2 separate regions of the Mus musculus genome follow, and region 1 is linked to region 2. Evidence: chromatin contacts called from public promoter capture Hi-C data. All regions are on one chromosome and are shown on one strand. The core of a region is the stretch at or near the end of the contact, and the rest is flanking DNA. Distances in the headings are between cores, read along the strand shown.

The links. Capture Hi-C pulls out chosen DNA fragments and counts their contacts.
Region 1: a contact with region 2 is called in a promoter capture Hi-C map of pancreatic islet. The contact joins the promoter of Ceacam19 here to the promoter of Bcl3 in region 2. A contact is called at or near these places in 11 of 39 promoter capture datasets (the C10 cell line, the HPC-7 cell line, cranial neural crest and 8 more), 1 of 15 datasets of contacts at CTCF or cohesin (CD8 T cells), 7 of 484 Hi-C or Micro-C datasets (B cells, CD8 T cells, the G1E-ER4 cell line and 2 more), 17 of 115 datasets of contacts at active chromatin or transcription factors (the 230-238 cell line, CD8 T cells, the HPC-7 cell line and 9 more) and 4 of 9 other capture datasets (adipose tissue, embryonic stem cells, liver and 1 more).

What each region holds. Positions count from the first base shown.
Region 1 is chr7:19,886,368-19,890,100 of GRCm38.p6, reverse strand. It overlaps Ceacam19 (carcinoembryonic antigen-related cell adhesion molecule 19), which reads left to right and starts at 2,136. Exons shown (of 7, transcript NM_177036.5): 1 at 2,136-2,347; 2 at 3,449-3,733. The coding sequence starts at 2,296.
Region 2 is chr7:19,820,964-19,824,361 of GRCm38.p6, reverse strand. Bcl3 (B cell leukemia/lymphoma 3) reads left to right here and starts at 1,607. Exons shown (of 9, transcript NM_033601.3): 1 at 1,607-1,925. The coding sequence starts at 1,685.

The sequences.
Region 1 (3,733 bases), core at 887-3,386, 65 kb before region 2:
TACCTCTCCAGTCAGACTGTGTAAGCACACGCAGGCGCGCGCAGTTCCCAAAGAGACCTCAAGAGGGCGCCAGATCTCCTGGAACTGAAATTAGTGACAGACTAAAAGAGCAGCTAGTGCTCTTAGGTGCTGAACTATCTTTCCATCTTTTCTGCAAACAGTTTCTAGATCAGTGGTTCTCAACCTGTGGGTTGAGACCCCTTAGGGAGCTAAATATCAGATATCCTGCATATCAGATATTTACATTACAATTCACAACAGTAGCAAAATTACAGTTATGAAGTAGCAATGAAAGTGATTTTATGGTTGGGGATGTGGCCACAATGTGAGAAACAGTATTAAATGGTCCCAAGCTATAAGAAGGTTGAGACCACAGCTCCGGATTTAAGATAAAATTGCTGCATTGTCTACACCCACTTGGTGGCAGACAGAAAAATGACAAAACTATAACAAGAAGGATTGATGGAGGGATGACTGTAGACATCACTACTAGGTCTTCCAGGTATGGCTCGATTGGAGGGCTGGGCCTTGGGCAAAGGGCTGGGCCAAAGTTAAAGTCAGTGACTATAGGTTGGTGATTGCTGCTACTGCAGGCATGCACAGGAGTGGGCAATGTGGAGTCTCATTTGTCAGAGGACCAATTAGAGAGGCAGAATGGGGGGCTATTTGCTGCCAAGTGAATAAGGAAAGGTGCCCAGGGCTCCAGGCAGGGCTGCCCACCCTCAGTGGGGTGTGGTGATTATAGTCCTGGCATAAAAAGCCACAATTCCTGATTGCCTCAAATCAGGGACTGAAGGGCTCTGCCCATCATCTGCCACCTCATGACAGAGACAGGCAAGCACACTGCCCTCCACCCCCAACTGTAGGTGCTCCTTTCCTGCTGGACCAGAAACTGCCCAGCGCCAGCCTCCTCTGGTCAGTAGATGGTCTCTTTCCAATAGAACCTTCTGGAATGAGTCTGGAAATATTACAGGCTTTCCCAGTGCCTCAGTGACCCAGATTTCACAGTTTCCATGATGCACTTGGGTGTTTAGCCCCACTCCCACCTCCTTCCTTTGCATGAGCTGGGAAGCCTGGGGCACAGGCCTGATTCCAACTCTCTCACAATAGGTCCCTTCCTCCAGGGAGCCCTCCCTTCCCCTTAGGTTAGTCAGCGGCTCTCCTAGTCTCCGTTGATTTTCAACTGTCCTCTGATCACAGCCTTGTCTGGGGGTGGGTCTGAAAGGGGGCTGTGATACACAGAGGGCTGAAGGAAAGGAGAGCACTTCTCTTTTCTTTTTTGATTTATTTATTTATTATATGTAAGTACACTGTAGCTGTCTTCAGACACTCCAGAAGAGGGCATCAGATTTCGTTAGGATAGTTGTGAGCCACCATGTGGTTGCTGAGATTTGAACTCAGGACCTATGGAAGAGCAGTAGGCACTCTTAACCACTGAGCCATCTCATCAGCCCCCAGGAGAGCACTTCTTAAGCCCCATCGGGTCACAAGCTGGGCAAGGGTCACGGGATTTAGTAGATGAATACTTAGAAACAAACAAACAAACAAACAAAGCACGTTTCAGAGAATGAAGGGGTTGCCGCCAAGCCTGGTAACCTGAGTTAGATTCCTGAGACCCATGGTGGCGAGAAGCACCGCCCTCCATGTTAAAAGAAAATGTTAGCCAGGCGTGGTGGCGCACGCCTTTAATCCCAGCACTCGGGAGGCAGAGGCAGGCGGATTTCTGAGTTCGAGGCCAGCCTGGTCTACAAAGTGAGCTCCAGGACAGCCAGAGCTATAAAGAGAAACCCTGTCTCTTTTTTTTAAAAAAAAAAAAAAAGAAGAAGAAAAAAAGAAAGAAAGAAAAGAAAAGAAAATGTTAAGTTCTTTAGAGTGAACTTGCCCCAGATTTTAAAACAAAAACAAAAAACCCTCTGCTACTCAGTGACTTTCACACTTCCCTGAACTTCTGTTTCTAGGGGAGGTAGTAGGGTGCGGTGGGGGGGGGGGGTGTTGCTCAAACAGAGGCTGCCTCACTGGTTCCCCTTGGCCAGCCACGCTGGGTGGGAAGAAAATGGAGGTGCTGGGGAGGAGGTCCGGGAAGACTGGTCCAACCAGTGTGCACGCTTCATCTCAGGGCATGGGTGGAGCCCTGAAAGGCTGGGAGACAGTGGAAGGGGATGATAGGGCTCGGCAGCCTCCAAGCCTGGCTGGGTCCCGTGGCACCCGCTGGATGCCCCACTGAACTTCACTCTTAAGAGAGCAAGACCCCAGCCTGTGGCTCTCAGTGCCCTTGCCATCTCTACAGGAAGCAAGATGGAGACCTGGACCCCACCGGGCTGCTTCTCAAAGGGCCTCCTGTTCTCAGGTAAGGAGGAAACAGCCTCAGAGGGCTGAGGGACAAGATGAGGCAGGGTAGTGACATCACAGCTCCATCCCTATTTCATCTATGGCATCTTCTAGAATGTCAGGACTATGAGGGTAGGAATTAGTGTTTGTTTTCCCAGGGGGTTCTGGGGAGTGAGCGAAGGAGGGAGGGAAGGGACTATAGAGACTGAGCCAGGACTGGTGAGTCACACATAGACTCGCAGAGTTTGTAAGGTAGAAGGACATCCTGAACTACATAGGCAGTTCAAGGCTAGCCTGGTCTACATGAGACCTTGTTTCAAATAAAAAGCAAAAATCTAGGAACAAGCCAGCCATAGTGGTGTATATCTGTAATGGCAGCACTTTGGAGGCTGAGGCAGAAGGATCACAAGTTGGAGCTGGACTGCATAATGAGTTCCAGGCAACCCTGACTCAAAAGAAGAAGGAAAATGAGGAGGGAGGAGGAGGGGGGAGGGGGGGGAAGAAGGAGGAGGAAGAGGAAGAGGAGGGAGAGGAGAAGGAGAAGAAACCAGGAGATGGTGGCACATGAGGAGGAGGAGGAAGAGGAGAAAGAAGAGGAGGAGGAGGAGAAGGAGAAGGAAGAGAAGAAACCAGGAGATGGTGGCACATGACTTTGATCCCAGCACTCAGGAGACAGAGGCAAAATGAATCTCTAAGGCCAGCCTGGTCTACAGAGTGAGTTCCAGAGCTACACAGAGAAACCCTGTCTTGAAGAATGAGGAGGAAGAATAGGAAGAGGAGGAGAAGACAAACCTAGATGATGTAATTGGTCTATGATGAAATGTATTTACTTATTCATCCTTTAAATATTGGTTGAATAAGTAAATTCAGAGGGTCCAAGTGTTTAGGAACAGACCACATAGCATCTCAGGACAGAAAACCCTTCTGCCACTGGCGTGGCAGATCTGTGGCATCTGTGCCTATATTCCTACTCCCAGGGCAGACATCACTAATCAATCTCATTGTCATTTCCAATGTGCAGCCCTTATGGTCTTTGCTGCGGTTGAGAGTCTGTAAAGAGGAAGGTTTTGTTACCTCTGCCCAAAACTCGACCTCAGGCCTCCTCCATACTTTTCCACAGCCTTGTTCCTGGCCCTTGAGCTGCCCCAAGGCTCACAGGCAGCCCTCCACATCGAGATGATCCCAGAGCAGCCTCAAAAGAACCAGGACCTTCTTCTGTCCCTTCACGGTGTTCCCAGCACTGCTCAGGATTTCATCTGGTACCTGGGGGAGGAGGCTTCTGGAGGCACAAGGCTGTTCTCTTATATCCCCGGACTACCACGGCCCCAGAGGGATGGCAGTGCCATGGGACAGCGAGACATTGTTGGCTTCCCAAATGGTTCCATGCTGCTTCGAAATGCCCAAC
Region 2 (3,398 bases), core at 358-2,857:
AGCCCCGAGCTGCTGCCCCGCCCCGGGGCGGACCCGGAGGAGGCGGAGCCTCTGCCCCGCCTCCCCGGCTCCAGCGGGTTTGAGTCAGGGCCCCAACCAGCCCGGCCTGTTCCCCACCAGCCAGCCCCTCCTTGGGGTGGGAAGGGAAGTGGGGAAAGCTGAGGGAGTCAACCTACACCCCCCAACCCCCACAGTTGTCTGGCCTTGAGCCCTAAGTGAGGCCTGCTGGTCCAAACTCTTAACTCTCCCTATCTACACTTGCATCTCTCAGGATCTGTCTCCAAATCTCCTCTCTCTCTCTGCATCTGGGATTCATTGGCGTTTCGTTCTTTGAGGCCTCTGGCTGGGTGCAGGGACCTGGCAAGGAGACACATTCAGAGCTCTCCTGCACCCCTAGCTATCCTGTGCCCTGCGAGTTAGGAGGCATGAGGAAGGCAGAGGGTGGCTACTTTCTGCCAAGAACCAGTCTCTGCCTTGGGCTGGGCTTTTCTCTCGCACAAAGAGTGAGTCTGGGCTCACCCTGATGGTGCAGACCTGCATCCCACCTCAGACAGGAAGATTCAGGTTCTAAGCCATCCTGGGCTACAGAACAAAGGCAAAGCCAGTCCGAACAGCTTAGTCTTAAAACGGAACGCAAAGAGGGCTGGGAGATCGCTCAAGTGCACAAGCTCCTAGGCTCCAGCATTGCAAAAAGGAAACGGCTCAGAGGGAGAAGTGCATGGCCAAGGTCACCCAAGAGGAAGTAGGACTCAGGATTCAGACCCATGCCCTAGCAACCCTGTGGCCTCTAAGGACTTCAGAGTTGGCACTAAGGGAGATGGCTGAAAGAGTCAGAAATACTAAAGGAAAGATGGGACCAGTGGGAGGGGAAGGTGCTCACAAAAGTAGAAGCGATCGCCAGACACAGCCAAGAGATTCAGAGATGGGGGATTTGGGGGAGGGGCTTAGAAGTATGGATCCCTAGCACGCAGGAGCCTCCCCCCCCCCCCACCAGCCAACAGAAACGTTTGCCGGTTATGGTGTCCCAGGCGAGATGGGAGGTAGAGGAGGGAGGATCAGGAGTTCAAGGTCATCTTCCGCTACACAGCAAATTTAAGGCTAGCCTTCGATCCATGGTCCAAGAAAAAAAGAAAGGAAGGAAGGAAGGAAGGCAGGCTGGCTGGCTGGAAAGATAGATAGATAGATAGATAGATAGATAGATAGATAGATAGATAGATAGATAGATAGACAGACAGACAAATAGATCAAGGCACAGTAGTGCAAGTGTCATTTCAGCACTCAGGAGGTTGAAACAGGAGGAACAGAAGTTCAAGACCACCCTCTACTACATAGTGAGTTCGAGACTAGCCTGGGCTACAGGAGCTCCAGTCTAACAAAGCGAGAGACAGACAGAAGATGTGAGAATCTCAAGGACTCAGACCCAGACAGAGCTCCCGGCCAGAGGCACAATGAGCAGAGTGGCGGGTGGGGACCAGGAGCTCCGCCTCCGAGACGCGGGTCCAGGAAACCCCTGGGGCGGACGGGTGGCCCCGGGGGCCCGGGGGCGGGGAGGCGGGAGGCGGGCGCCGCCCCGACTGACAAAAGTCCCTTCAGTTCAGTCGGCGGCAGGGGAAGTCCCGCTGCCCGGCGAGACCGCCTTCCCGTGCCGAGCTCGCCGCACGCCCCGGCGTCTCCGGGCGGCCCGATGCCCCGATGCCCCGCGGGGGCCATGGACGAGGGGCCCGTGGACCTGCGCACCCGGCCCAAGGGCACCCCGGGCGCCGCGCTGCCACTCCGCAAACGCCCGCTGCGCCCCGCGTCCCCAGAGCCCGCAACCACGCGCAGCCCCGCTGGACCCCTGGACGCCCTGCGCAGCGGCTGCGACGTCCCGGTTGTCCCTGGGCCCCCCCACTGTGTGGCCAGGCCGGAGGCCCTTTACTACCAGGGTGAGTGGCCTCCCCCATGAAAGTCAGGGCCGGGTGGGGGCCACCTAAGGTCAGCAGAACACAGGACACAAATAGTTGGGGTTCCTGGTAGCTGGGACTCCAGGGTGCAAGTTGATGACCCAAAGACAGCTAGGAAAGAGGTTGAGAGGCCCTGGAGCTCAGCCATGGGCGTGCCAAGAAGTTCACCCAGGCAGGTGCCCAAGGGTCAAATGGCCTTGGGGAATGGGGGTCAGAAGACAGCGTCCAGTGTCGCAGATATGGGATCCCAAGACACTCCAGAGACGCAGAATATCTGGTTGGGAGAGACCAGATGTTCAGAACTATGAATAATCGTCACTCGGACCTTGGAAACTGGGGTTCTGGTAAGCAGATATGGGGAGATGAATAGAAATGGACCCAGGATCCAAGGAGGCTGATACGGTAGGTTAAAATCCTGGGAACCGAGGTCTTAGGGCGATAGTGACTGCATTCTGCAGGCTAGTTGTGAGCACTCACAAGTGTCCCTGGGTCAGGTGGCCCTAGGGGCAGGCTTGGGGACTGAGGGTTCTAAGAGAGGGAACACAAGGAATTTAGAAACTGAAGGGCTTCGGTCCAAGGAGAGGGATTCGGGGACCTGGGAAGGGGGGACTTTAGAAAGGGAACCCCAGAGCTGGTCAGACAGCAAGAAACCGGATACCTTTCTCTTCAACTTTTATATCCAGGAAGGGACATCCACCTGCAGTAGGCACATTACTATCTGCTAAATACCCCAGCGCTGCTGAGGTCTCTGGGCCCTCCAGGTTCTTCAGCTACTACCTATCATGCTCCAGCAGGAGGACACTATGTAACAAGAGACCTTCTCCATCTGATGAGAACCCTGCCCTCCATTTCCCCATCTGTGCAATGACCCTTCCCAACGTTGTCATCCAAAAGGGTTCTAAAGGACAAGTTTTCTGACAGCCCCAACTCCCCAGATCCCCTACACCCAGATATTAGCTTGTCATTTATTCCTTCAGCTAATTACTCACAGTGTAATCTTATAACTGAAGTCCCCTGCTGGGTGGTGACAGGGCTCTCTCTGCCCTTAAGGGTCCTTTCTGTAGATGGAGGTCAGACATTTGTGAGAGAAGAGATGTGATGTAGGAAGGAATAGGAATAAGGAATGAAGGTTAGGGTAAGGGATGGGGGCTAGAGGTGAGGGATGGGGGCTAGAGGTGAGGGGTGGGGGTTAGAGGTGAGGGGTGGGGACTAGAGGTGAGGGGTGGGGGTTAGAGGTGAGGGGTGGGGGCTAGAGGTGAGGGATGGAGGTTAGAGGTGAGGGATGGAGGGTGCAGGAGCAGGGAGGAGGGGCACGAACAAGAACATTATCTTGGGTGTTGAGGGCCAAGTCTGAGAAGCTAACAGAACCTGGGGTAGTCAACATGGTGCTGCATGCCTGTAATCCTAGCATTTGGGAAGCTGAGGCAGGAGGATCTTTTTGAGTTTGAGGCCAGT